Linked DNA regions of Zea mays: regions 2 and 3 are each linked to region 1. The links are chromatin contacts, called in public Hi-C maps. All regions are on one chromosome and are shown on one strand. The core of a region is the stretch at or near the end of the contact, and the rest is flanking DNA. Distances in the headings are between cores, read along the strand shown.

The links. Hi-C and Micro-C count contacts between places; a contact is called where the count stands out from the background.
Region 2: a Hi-C map of ear shows a contact between it and region 1, with 2.2 times the contacts expected there. The contact joins the promoter of URM1 here to the promoter of LOC100273296 in region 1. A contact is called at or near these places in 3 of 25 Hi-C or Micro-C datasets (ear, leaf and tassel).
Region 3: a contact with region 1 is called in a Hi-C map of leaf, with 2.5 times the contacts expected there. The contact joins the promoter of LOC100280401 here to the promoter of LOC100273296 in region 1. A contact is called at or near these places in 8 of 25 Hi-C or Micro-C datasets (bundle sheath, ear, leaf and 1 more).

What each region holds. Positions count from the first base shown.
Region 1 is chr7:151,221,226-151,225,090 of Zm-B73-REFERENCE-NAM-5.0, reverse strand. LOC100273296 (DNA primases) reads right to left here and starts at 1,613. Exons shown (of 15, transcript NM_001147737.2): 1 at 1,488-1,613; 2 at 1,242-1,372; 3 at 980-1,143; 4 at 609-755. The coding sequence starts at 1,560.
Region 2 is chr7:151,014,086-151,017,950 of Zm-B73-REFERENCE-NAM-5.0, reverse strand. URM1 (Ubiquitin-related modifier 1 homolog) reads left to right here and starts at 2,160. Exons shown (of 3, transcript NM_001149704.3): 1 at 2,160-2,354; 2 at 2,471-2,635. The coding sequence starts at 2,332.
Region 3 is chr7:151,358,023-151,361,887 of Zm-B73-REFERENCE-NAM-5.0, reverse strand. LOC100280401 reads left to right here and starts at 2,085. Exons shown (of 8, transcript NM_001153324.1): 1 at 2,085-2,328; 2 at 2,662-2,720; 3 at 2,842-2,916; 4 at 3,026-3,142; 5 at 3,256-3,326; 6 at 3,449-3,755; 7 at 3,834-3,865. The coding sequence starts at 2,235.

The DNA.
Region 1 (3,865 bases), core at 364-2,863:
TGGAGGTGTTATGTTGACATTAAGTTGTCTCTCATCCATGCTAGTGAATGCAAAGCACTCTTTAATTATGTCACAAGTTTGCAGGCCTAGGAGTCTTGTTTGTTTGTTTGCATAAATATGTTCAGATTGTTACAAAATGGTTACAGATTGTTTCAGTTCTTCCAGGTTGTGAACAGTAACCTGAACCTGAAACTTGCTCCAGTTTAGAACCTCAAGCTGAACACTGCCGACAGTTCAGGTTCTGTATGAAATACTCCAGTTCAGGTTCATGTTCAGGCTACAAGCATTGTCATTTTGAAGAACACCATGGCTACGAGTATTCTCATTCTAAAGAACACCATGGTTCATGTTTAGCCTACTTCCAATTACACTTGACACTATGAACTCCAATACCTAGCAGTCTGCGGACTGAATTGTCAAATAATCTACCTGCTACCATACGGTGGGCCTACCCAATGATGATGTGGCCTCTTTAAAAAAAATTAGGGACAAGTTATTAGCATTCTGATGTGGGTTGATATTTTTTTGAGAGGAATTTGTTTTGCCAGCAGCCCCCAATATGATGTTTTGGGAAACAACTTTTTTGGAAGCTCTTGGAGTGACCCAACCTTTTCCAGAACTCGTCGTATGTAGACACAAGGAACCTTCGCGTACCGGACATATGCTCTTGATAGCAAAAGACATTGGTATGTGCGTATGCCTTAGAGAACCTGATCGCCTCGTCTTGCCTAGGAAATGTAGCCCAGACAACATCCCTGACGACAACCAGCAAGTCAGACTAAAACGGGCGTTATGGAGTAGTATCAAACAGAGCAGCACAATGTGGCGCGCGTGGACTAGGGCATGTTTGGTTTCCTACCTAAGGCGCCACAATCTGCCTAACCTTAGTCGCTCGAATTGAAGAGCTAAGGTTAGGCAGAAAAGTTAGGCACGTTGTGGCGTCTTAGGTAGCAAACCAAACAGCCTCTAGATGCCACACCTGGGGTTGAAGTCGGTTTGCTTCTTGAGATCAATGCGGATCACGTGCAGCAGCCTCAGGAAGCTCTGCGGCCTTTTGACTTGGACGCCCCGCGGGGAGCCGTAGAACACGAATGGGGACATGTGCTTGCGGCCTGTAGATTTGGCCGACGACGGCGCCGCGCGCTAGCAAACGCGGGGATTGGACGGAACGGTCCTCAGCTTTTTGTTTTGGTCTGGAAATTAGTAGGCAGAAAAAAAAAAGGAAAATGTCTCGGCCTCACCTTGTCCGCTGCGGCATCCGGCGTGGTGGAAACATCGGAGGAGCTCCGGCCACCGCTACCGGCAGTCTCCGACACGGGCGAGCCCCGCGACTTCTTGGCCTGCGGGAGCGGCCTCTCCCTGAAGGCCGACTCTGGGCGCCACGGAAAACGCGGAGCGAATCGTGGACGGTGAGACAGATTGCAATGTGGATGGGGAAATGGAAAGAGTGATTGGGGGAAGAGGGAGGGAGCAGCGTAAGTACATACTGGGAGGGGAGACGCCGCATTTGAAGCAGGCGAAGAGGCGGTCGACGTCGTCTTTGGGGTCGTACGCCGTCATCGCTTTCCTTGGATCGCCTGCCGTGCCGCCACAGCGTTGACAAGGGGTGTGTGGTTCGCTCGGTTTTGGCAGTTTTTCAGTGCTCGTGAGCGGGAACCCCAGTGGTTTCGCTCCGGTGAGGGGCGGGATGGAATCGCTAGTTCGCGTGGGCCGTGGCAGAGCCAGAAGTCCGTTTTTAGCCGGGCCGTGTAGATGGGCCAAAGTCACCACGCATTCCCCCGTGTCGTGCACTCCTCGCGCGTTTTGGATAGAGATGGCAATGGGTAAAATGGTAAATATCTACCGGGTATTACTACCTCATACTCATACCCACAACAAAAAAATGACTTCACCGGGTCACTCATATACACTGGTGGGTATGGATTTACCCCCATACCCATACCCGCGTGGGTATGGGTCACCCATCGGGTCACCCGTACCCACAAAAATTAAACATCTATCAAAATATTATATTATACAAATATCAAGCATATCCATCTAAATATCATTACAAAATTTCTAGCATCATTTAACCATCTATTCAATACACATTGGGTGAATTACATGTTCCATTACATGGTCATTAAATTGTCGTTAAGTCTTCTATGACATAATGGCCTAAAAGGTTATTAAATAGTAAAAAAGATGGATGACTAAAGTCTAAGTTTATGCTTGGGCTAAGTTTATATTGGGTATTTTATACCTACGGGTTAACGGATATGGGTGAAGGTGGAACGTTCTAATACCCGTTTACCCATTGGGTGAAGATTTTTGCCCAATAACAGACCAACGGGTAGAATATTTAGGCCACATACATACCCTAATGGAGTAAATACTCATCGGGTATCGGGTCGCGGGTACCCATTGCCGTCTCTAGTTTTGGATGGGTTTAAAATGCCAGTCATCATTAATTAATCGATCTGCTGCGCTCATGGCTACGGTACGTGACTGCTGTTGCTGACTTGCTGTTCGTCCGCCTCGGCTGCTGTGTTCGTGCGAAGGAAGGAGAAACTATGAAGGAATCCACGGCCATCGTGAACTTTTTTTTTATCCTTTCACGATGCTCAAGCATGTGCAACCACCGCCACTGGGTTCGTTCGATCCACAGGACAGTTCGACGCTGTCCAAGGATGGATGACACAGATCGGCAGCAAATCAGCGAGCGACTAATCATTGGGCAGGGGACGCCACATGCACGGTCCGTGGTCGTGTCGAGTACAGTAGTGTACAGCCGGGTAATGGACGTGCCGATCGAGCTGGATGATGCGTGTAGCAGCAGATCGAGCCTCCTGATTGATTGATCGATCGACGAAACAAGCTGTATGCTGCTGTACCTTTTCTCGCGAGCGTGCCAGCAGCATTATTGTTGTTCCTCTCGTCATTACCCATCTGTGGCTGTCTGCAGGGGGTTTTAAAATCCGATCCCCGCCGTTTTGCCTTTAGATTCCGTAGCACACATATGAGTTTGTTTGTTTTAAGATTTTTTTTTCTTTTGCTGTGGTATACATTTATCTGCTGATGACGTAATTATTGGTTTTTACGTTATTGGTATACATTTTTTCTTGGCTGTCCCCTTTTTTTTGCTGTTTTGTTTCTATTGCTGCTATCTATTTCCTTTCCTTGCTGTTTTTCGTTTAACCACAAGTCACGGCATTGCTTTTGGCGTGTGATGTGATTTGTGAATATGCGAGTATTCTCCGATGCAGAAAAGGCACGCGTGCGTGATGGTCGTGGATGAATGCACCACCTGGCACAAGACACTACTGGTACATTAGCTTTTCCTTCGTGCATGAGGTGACACCACCCATCTACATCGTACATAGATTCCGTTTCAATCAACGCATAATTTAGGGCCTGTTTGATACCTGGGCTAAAAGCAAAAAGGCTAAACTTTAGCCCATTTATGGCCTAAAATACCAAACAGGCCGGCTAAAATGCGGCTAAAAAACTTTAGCTGCGTTAGCCCACGAGGAGGAGCTAAACTGGGCTTCTCTGCCCACAATTCCACCGTATACCCTCCACGGAACTCTACCCACCCGTATCCCAGGCGCCATCCCGAGCCCCATGTTGGTCTTTTTGTACAGCATTAATTGCTTCACTATGTGTTTTAGCTAGAGTATCCAAACATATATGGTGGGCTAAATTTTAGCCTGTGAACTTTAGCCCTTTGGTTTTAGCTCAGGGTAACCAAACAGGCCCTTAATACCGTGTTAGGTAGGAGGAATAAACTAGTCCATTTTCATCTTATTTCTTATTTTTTTTATTTGGTTTGTAAAACGAAATGAGTTGATTTATCACCACCTTATTTCTTGTAATGCCTCTGTTT
Region 2 (3,865 bases), core at 911-3,410, 210 kb after region 1:
ACCTTGGAACAGAGGTGCCCCTTACTATGGTATGAAGGCACGGTAAACAGCGCCCGACCCCACCACGTGGACGACTTCGGGACCACCAGGTGACCAGAGAAGGTAACATATACCATGATATCGTCAGTGGATCCGGACCCCAGTGAGAAAGTGCCGGACCCCAGCATACATGACATGTACCTCCGGGTTCGATTCGGGACCTCCGCGTTCTCCTGAATGGGACCTGGACCCCTCTAAGTGAGGTCTGGGCCACCCATGACAAGATCCCGGGACGAAGAATACCTTGGTCTAAGTCAAGGACGTACAGGGGTCCGACACAGACACTTGTCAGGGTCTTGCCCAGCGCGCCTCCGCTCCCCGCTCAGGCGGGGACCCGGTGCTGCCACGTGGCCTACTGCCCGTGACGTAAGCCGGCGGGCGGAGCCTGACGTAAGGCCTCTAGGACGCGCGGTCTCTGCATTTATTGTGGAAAGGACGCGCCGCCTGTCCACCCTGCTGACAGGCGATGTGCCCTCACATCATTTAATGTGTCCTGTCCACTCCACTGGCAGGCGGCGCCAGAGCCATCCTGCAGACGGCGCATCTGTCCCGTCCGTTGTCAAACAGTACGCCCGTGCTGCGCGGCGCACTGTGCTCATCATCCCTTGTGCGAGAAGCTTCCCCTGCACGCCGATACTACGCAGATCTCGGATGTCAGGGCGCAAGAAGATTACTCCAGCAGCAAACATTAGTAGCTCCAAGTACTACATCTGTTATGTTCCTGGGCCCACATGTCGGGGCTCAACACTCTTGTACATGCCCCCTTAGCTATAAAACGGGAGGCATGCAACGACACGAAAGAACAGACTCTCAATTCTCAAGCTTCCACAGCAATCCAACACACAATGGAGTAGAGTGTTACGCTCCGGCGGCCCGAACCACTCTAAATCCTCGCGTGTTCATGTGCTCGATGCTCGCTTAGCAGGACATGCAAAACGCTTAAGCCTCTTCCTCATCTTAGGATTTAGGACGGGTGCACTCTGCTACCCGGCCGGAGAATTCTCTCTCCGACAGAAACAAAGTTACAGTCTACCATCTGAGAGTCATGGTACAAACCAAAGCCATAAGGCTCACAAACCCATAGGGCTACTTTGCAACCTCAAATCCTCTCATGAAATCATGATTGTAGGGGATTAAGTGAAAATAAATTAATTTACTCTTCAATTCTCTTCAATTTCGAAGGAGATTTCAGTTTCCAAACTAGCCCTAAGAAAACAAAACTTGACTCGACCCAACTAGTGAGTGCAGCAAACAAACAAAAGAAAAACAACCTTAACGTAACTACTGAAGTTCCAACTAAAATTTTCAAAAACCGCCATAATCGAAGTCTTTTATCTTAGAGCATCTTCAACGACGTGACATATAAAAATGTCCTATAACTTGAAAATGAGTGTAATTTATAGAATTCAGAACACCAACAAAATATTCTGCTCCAACAGTAAAGTTACAAATCTAAATTATAGGACAACTTACTACGATATATTTGATGTATTTGAGAGAGCGTCCTATAATTTTTTAACCAAATTTTATAAAATGATACACTATTGGAATAGTTTTTCTAGGTAAAGTTTTATATTTTAATTTGAGACACCAGTTTTAGTTATTGTTGGAGATGCTCCTTCGATCCGTCTTTAAACATTGGTTGCTCGTCCTTATGCAGCATGGACCGTCGACGGATCCAAAACTTCGTCGTGAAAATTAACTGCATCTAATTATTAGATTCAACTTTGTTAAATGTTATATCATTTTTATTCAATCAAACTGCTCAACGTAGCGCAATAGCTCCTAACAAAATTTGGTTTCGGAGCTTTGGGCTTAAGCTATGTAATTAGGAACAAAATAAATTAGCAAAGTAGCTAGGTGGTTAAATTCTAAATATAATATATACAGTATTCTAAACAAAAGCTCGGTAAGTGGCAGTAAAAGAATAAATGTTGGGGTTTTCTACTAAACTGCACAAACAAATGAACAATATTTGAGATTTACTTGTCAGTAACCTTTTTTGCTAAATTATCTTTCGGTTACACCCAGCTAAGACAGATCACAGCCCAAACCAGATCACATGAAGCGGCCCAAATTCGAGGAAGCAAACAGGTGGGCTGGGCACCTGTACTGCGAGCAGCCGGTCACAGCGCGCAGCGCCGTCTCCTGCGATTCCCGGCTGCCTCCACCTCTTCTCCCACAGCGCCGGCGTGCTCCTCTCCTTTCACGCTACGTTCCCTCCGGCCCCGGCGTCGACGGCTAAGAAACCCTTAACCTAGGAACGAGTTCGCACCCTCGGGACCTGTGGCGATGCATCTCACTCTCGAATTCGGGTAATCCTTCTCCCTGGACTTGTCACTTCCTCCTCGGATACCTCTCGCCTTTTTGCGTAGCGCTGCGTGCCCGCGGTCCGTCACGAATATTAGCAACCGCTGGCTTGGGGCTGCAGGGGCGGGCTGGAGCTGCTCCTGGAGAACTCCACCAAGGTGCACAAGGTGGAGGTCACCACGCCCAAGGACGGCCAAGGCAAGGTGACGATGAAGTTCTTGCTCTCTTGGGTCAAGGAGAATCTGATCAAGGAGCGACCGGAGATGTTCCTCAAGGCTGATTCCGTGTACGTGTTGTTTTGCTCCACTTTCTCTTCATTCACTTGTGTAGGTGGTAGGATTGATATTTAATGGGCATTGAAACAAGACAGATTCTGCGCCAAGGTCGTGGTCTGCTTCAGTTGCTGCCGTTTCTCTTATGATGAATAGCCTTTTCCTGACGGTTAACTAGTGTGGACTGATAATTAGTTCCTAGTTACCAGTTAACTGTGGCCTGTAGACTGCAACTGGCTCCAAGTTTTGACAAATCCAAATTATTTCTAACTCCCCTGTGGTTTAATTTGACAAAAGCAAATTCTACACCAACTAATTGTTCTTTGATTTTCACTAATGGCTAGAGAGGGGTATTAGGATCAGGAATTATAGCTTGAAAGCACAAATCATTTACAAAACAAAAAATGAGCTCTTCTCATGGGCTTGAGGTGGTGCAAAATATCTGGGAGCCTTTCAGCCCTGAGCTAGGTAGGATTTACTAGCTGTTATTGTTTTTTTTCTCTATTGCTTATTTTGAGACCAGTAACCCTTAGGGCTTGTTTGGAGTAAGGTGAATGGAAGGGATTGGGCTTGTTTGGGAGCAAGGGGAACGGAAGGGATTGAGGGGGCTAAAATCCTCTCCATTTCCTTTGCTCCCAAACTAGCCTTAAGGCAACTCTATTTTCACAAGGGATTTCCATTTTCTCAAGGGAAATTAGTTCATTTTCCCTTGGGAAAATATGAACATTTTGGGAAAATGGAGTTCCCATGCAACTCCATTTTCTCAAGGTATTTTCATTTTCCCTTTGGAAAATAGGAATACCTTAGGAAAATTGAGTTGCTAGTTTGAGAACTTCATTTTCCCAAGGGATGTTGAACTAATTTCCCTTGGGAAAATAGAAAACCTTTTGGAAAATGGGGTTCCCAAGGGCTAGTTTGGCAGTTTAAAAACTGGAGGTAATTGGAGGGGCTAAAATCCCCTCCTTATTCAAAATTGAATAAGATTGTGGCTCTAGTTTGGGAGTCCAAATACCGAAGGGGATTGGAGGGGCTAAAATCCCCTCCTTATTTAAAATTGAATAAGGAGGGGATTTTAGCCACTCTAATCCTCTCCGGTTTTGTGGCTCCCAAACTAGCCGTAAGAGTGGCATTTCCCCCCGCCCCTAGGAGAGTACATTCATGTGTCTTGTAATGTAACTTATCAATGTGTTCCTTCTCTAATACAAATATGCACGGTCCTCACATATATTTGAGGAAAGAAGAAA
Region 3 (3,865 bases), core at 836-3,335, 140 kb before region 1:
GTCCACGACTCGACCCAAGACGCTACCCATTGACAATAACTCATCATCAACCAGAATAAAAAGGACAAGTCAACCTTGTGTTCGTACCATCCCAGATTCCACTAGCAATTCTACTAAATTGTTCATTAATAGCATATAAAGGCCAATAATCTTCCCAAAATCTTATTTTCTTACCATTACCCACAATCGATTTGATACCCATATGGGCAGCTTGTACAGCCCAGGGCACCCCTTCCTAAAAAGGGGATGCACAAACACCAAGTCAGCAAAGGACATTAGGATTTTTTGTTCTGTACTTGGAGTCTATTATCTTAACCCAAATAGAGTTTGACTTCAAATTGTATCTAAATATCCAAGCATAAAGCAGAGACAGATTAAGACTCCTTAGATCAGGATTCCCTAGTCCACTAAAGCCCTTTTTTCTGGGCAACCAATTGCCAGTTTACTAAGTGGTATTTGTGCCTATCCTCATTATCATTCCATAGAAAGTGCCCCATCTGTGAATTAATCATGTCAGCAGCCCATTTAGGGACATTTTATAATGTAAAGCAAATAAATAGGAATGCTTGAAAGACATGCTCTTAAAAGAGTAAGTCTGCCAGCATAGGGCAAAAGTCCCCCTCTCCATCCAGCTATTCTCTTATCTATCACAGGTTGTAAATCAGCTCTCTTCAATTTAGTAAAGTGAAGAGGCACACCGAGGTATTTGATTGAGAAACCCCCTTGTTTGCAACAAAACACTTCTGCAAAACTATTAGCATTATCTGAATCCAAACCAATGGTAAGAAGATCGCTCTTGTCATAATTGATCTTCATCCCTGATATCTGTTCAAAAAAAGATTAACAGCCATCTCAAAGTCTTAGCCTTTTCTAGATTATTTCTAAGAAGAAAAGAGTGTCATCTGCATAATGCAGAGTGGTCACACCACCTCCCATGACCTGAGGAAGAAGCCCAGAAATCAAGTCCTGTGTAGCTGCTTTCTTGAGCATCCTGGTAAAGCTATCAGCTACTAGGTTCAAAAGAAGGGAGATAAAGGGTCTCCTTGCCTAAGACCTTTTCCAGGTATAAAAATGACACTATCCATATCATTTATTCTCACACAAAAAGATTCACCCTGTACCAGACTCGATCCATCTAATCCACTTGGGGCTAAAGCCCCTAGACTGGAGCATGTCCTCCAGAAAATTCCAACTGACCCTATCATAAGCCTTTTAGTAGTCCAACTTAAGAATGACCCCAGCTTCTTTTTGCTTCATGAATAATTTCATGTGCTGCTACCACACCCTTAAGAATGTATCTGCTTTTATAAAAGTTGCTTGATTTGAAACATTCAGCCTATCAGCTACCACAATCAGTCTGTTATTAAGCAATTTAGCAAACAGTGTAAAGCTAAAAATTAATAAGGCTGATAGGTCTAAATTAAAAATCTAAATAAACTTGGTTTCTTGGACTCTTACAGCCCAGGTTCAAGATCAAAGGAACATGGTCACTGACAGCCCTAGATCTGACAAGAGACAAAGGCAAGAGGATATTGTTGGTCAAAAGCAGTGTTACAAAACACTTTATCCAGGGCAGCAAACACATGATGTTATTGATTATTGGTCCAAGTAAAAGACCTAGAGGAATTTTGCGCATTGCAGCTTCCTTCCTTGGTTTCTGGTCTGTGGTTCTGTAAATTTTGCAGACTCTTTTGTTCGATTCTATCGAAACTGTTAGCAAACTGGACCTTCCATGTGGGCCCATGTAATAAGCCCATATCTCTTCACTGACATTGGAAATAGCAATACCATTGAAATTTGTTGCGCTGTGAGATTTCCTTGGCTGTTGCGTTGGTTGTAATACACTAATACCTGTGTAGGAAGTGCCTCAAGCGATGATACAGACACAGGTTGAGCCAATAATAATATCATGAACAAAACACCAAAGTCTTCTTGAGCAGAGGAGGATGAAAGTGACGTGGACGGTTGGGTTAGGTGATGCTTACCTTTCTGGTTTCCTAGAGGCTCTCAAGGACAGGTTGTGATGTCTCTCCATCCTTTTAGTTCCTTGCTTCGTCTCTACTCCCAAACCCAAACCTGATTAATGCCTCGCCTCCATTCCGTACTCTCCTGCTGAAGCTTTTTTCTCTGAAACTAGTATATCCCCCATCTGTTTGGTCCCGACGATTTTCCGCTTTGGGAGCACCACCAAGCTCTTCCAGCTTGCAGGGCTGGAGTCTTTGCCAGGGACAGCAATGGTGCCGACGCATGGCGATACAGCCGGACCGAGCTCCAGCCAGGATGACCCGGCAGCCAGCGTGAAGAAGCGCAACAGCAACAGGCCTCAGTGTAATCGAATCTCTCCTCTGATAAAGAAGCAGAATTCTGTTAATTATTTCTTTATTTCTCCAGCCTGGTTTTTAGTGAATTTGAGGGCTGGGGCTTTTGCACCATAATCAGAATTCGATGTGCTTCGAACCAGAACAAAAAGAAAAAAAAAACTCTCTCTTTCCAAGATTAGGCGATGGTGAATTCATGAAGTTTTTTTTTTAAAAAATGAGGCGATTCATAAAGCCGAAGTAACCTAAACTAATTTATACGATGCTGTTATCTTTGTGGTTTAAATTTGAAACAAGGAGTGGTTGTTATGTATATGATGACTGTATTGTGTTGACTTTGAAGATCATCCGTTTACTCAGCAACAGCTTCCAGCTTGCAAGCCTATACTTGCGCCTCAGACGGTAAGTTTGACTGCCTGCCTATTAACCGTATCTCATTTTCGTTGAGTTATTTCTCAGTGTTTAGAGATTATAAGAATACAGGATGGTGACTATTGCAACTAACCCTGGGCGACGCAATCAGGTCATCCCTGTACTCCTGTTTGTGGGCGTAGTTTTTATCGTGATTGGCCTTGGCTGCATTGCAGCCTCAAACAGGGTAAGTTCGAGCTGTGTGGTGTGTGCGTTATACTGCATATATATAAACCTCAAACCTGATCCCCGGTTCTGAAACCCAAGTTTCCTGCGATTTTCTTGCTTCCAAATAGGTGGTTGAAGTGGTCTATGAGTATGAGACTTCATGCATACCAAGACACATGCTTGGCAACAAAGTCGCCTATATCCAAAACCCATCTATAGATAAGACATGCACATGGATTCTCAAGGTAAACGGTTATCATCAACCAATAAAAAGTGAAAAAAAAGGATTCGAGACATTTTTTTCTTTGCTGTTGTTAGTTGAAGGAGGACAAGGTGACTAATGCTCTTCTCTTTGTAGGTTCCTAGGGATATGAAGCACCCAATCTACGTATATTACCAGCTTGACAAGTTCTACCAGAACCACAGGAGGTAAAAGCTAACGTGGCGTACATTTCCAGTACTGGGTTCCATAGATAGAGACGGCCAAGACCGATGCTCTCGCCTCTGAGCTGAAGAACACGTACATGTCGGGAATGAAAAACCATGCACAGGTACGTGAAGAGCCGCAGCGACAAGCAGCTGAGAGATCCCAAGGAGGCCAACAGCACGCAGCAGTACTGCAAGCCCGAAGCTACCACCGAGCACGGGAGCGCCGTCGTCCCCTGCGGGCTCGTGGCCTGGAGCCTGTTCAACGACACCTACAGCTTCGCCCGGGGCAACAACAGGGCGCTGAGGGTCCACAAGCGAGGCATCTCGTGGAGGAGCGAGAGGGAACACATCTTCGGGAAGCAGGTGTTCCCGAGGAATTTCCAGAAAGGAGCTCTGATCGGAGGAGGCACGCTTGATCCAAGAATACCTGTGAGTGTACTACAGTACCTCTGGAACTTTATTACTGGGGAAAAAAAACAGGGCTGTGATGAAGTCGAAATTCCACAGCTGAGTGAGCAAGAAGACCTGATCGTGTGGAT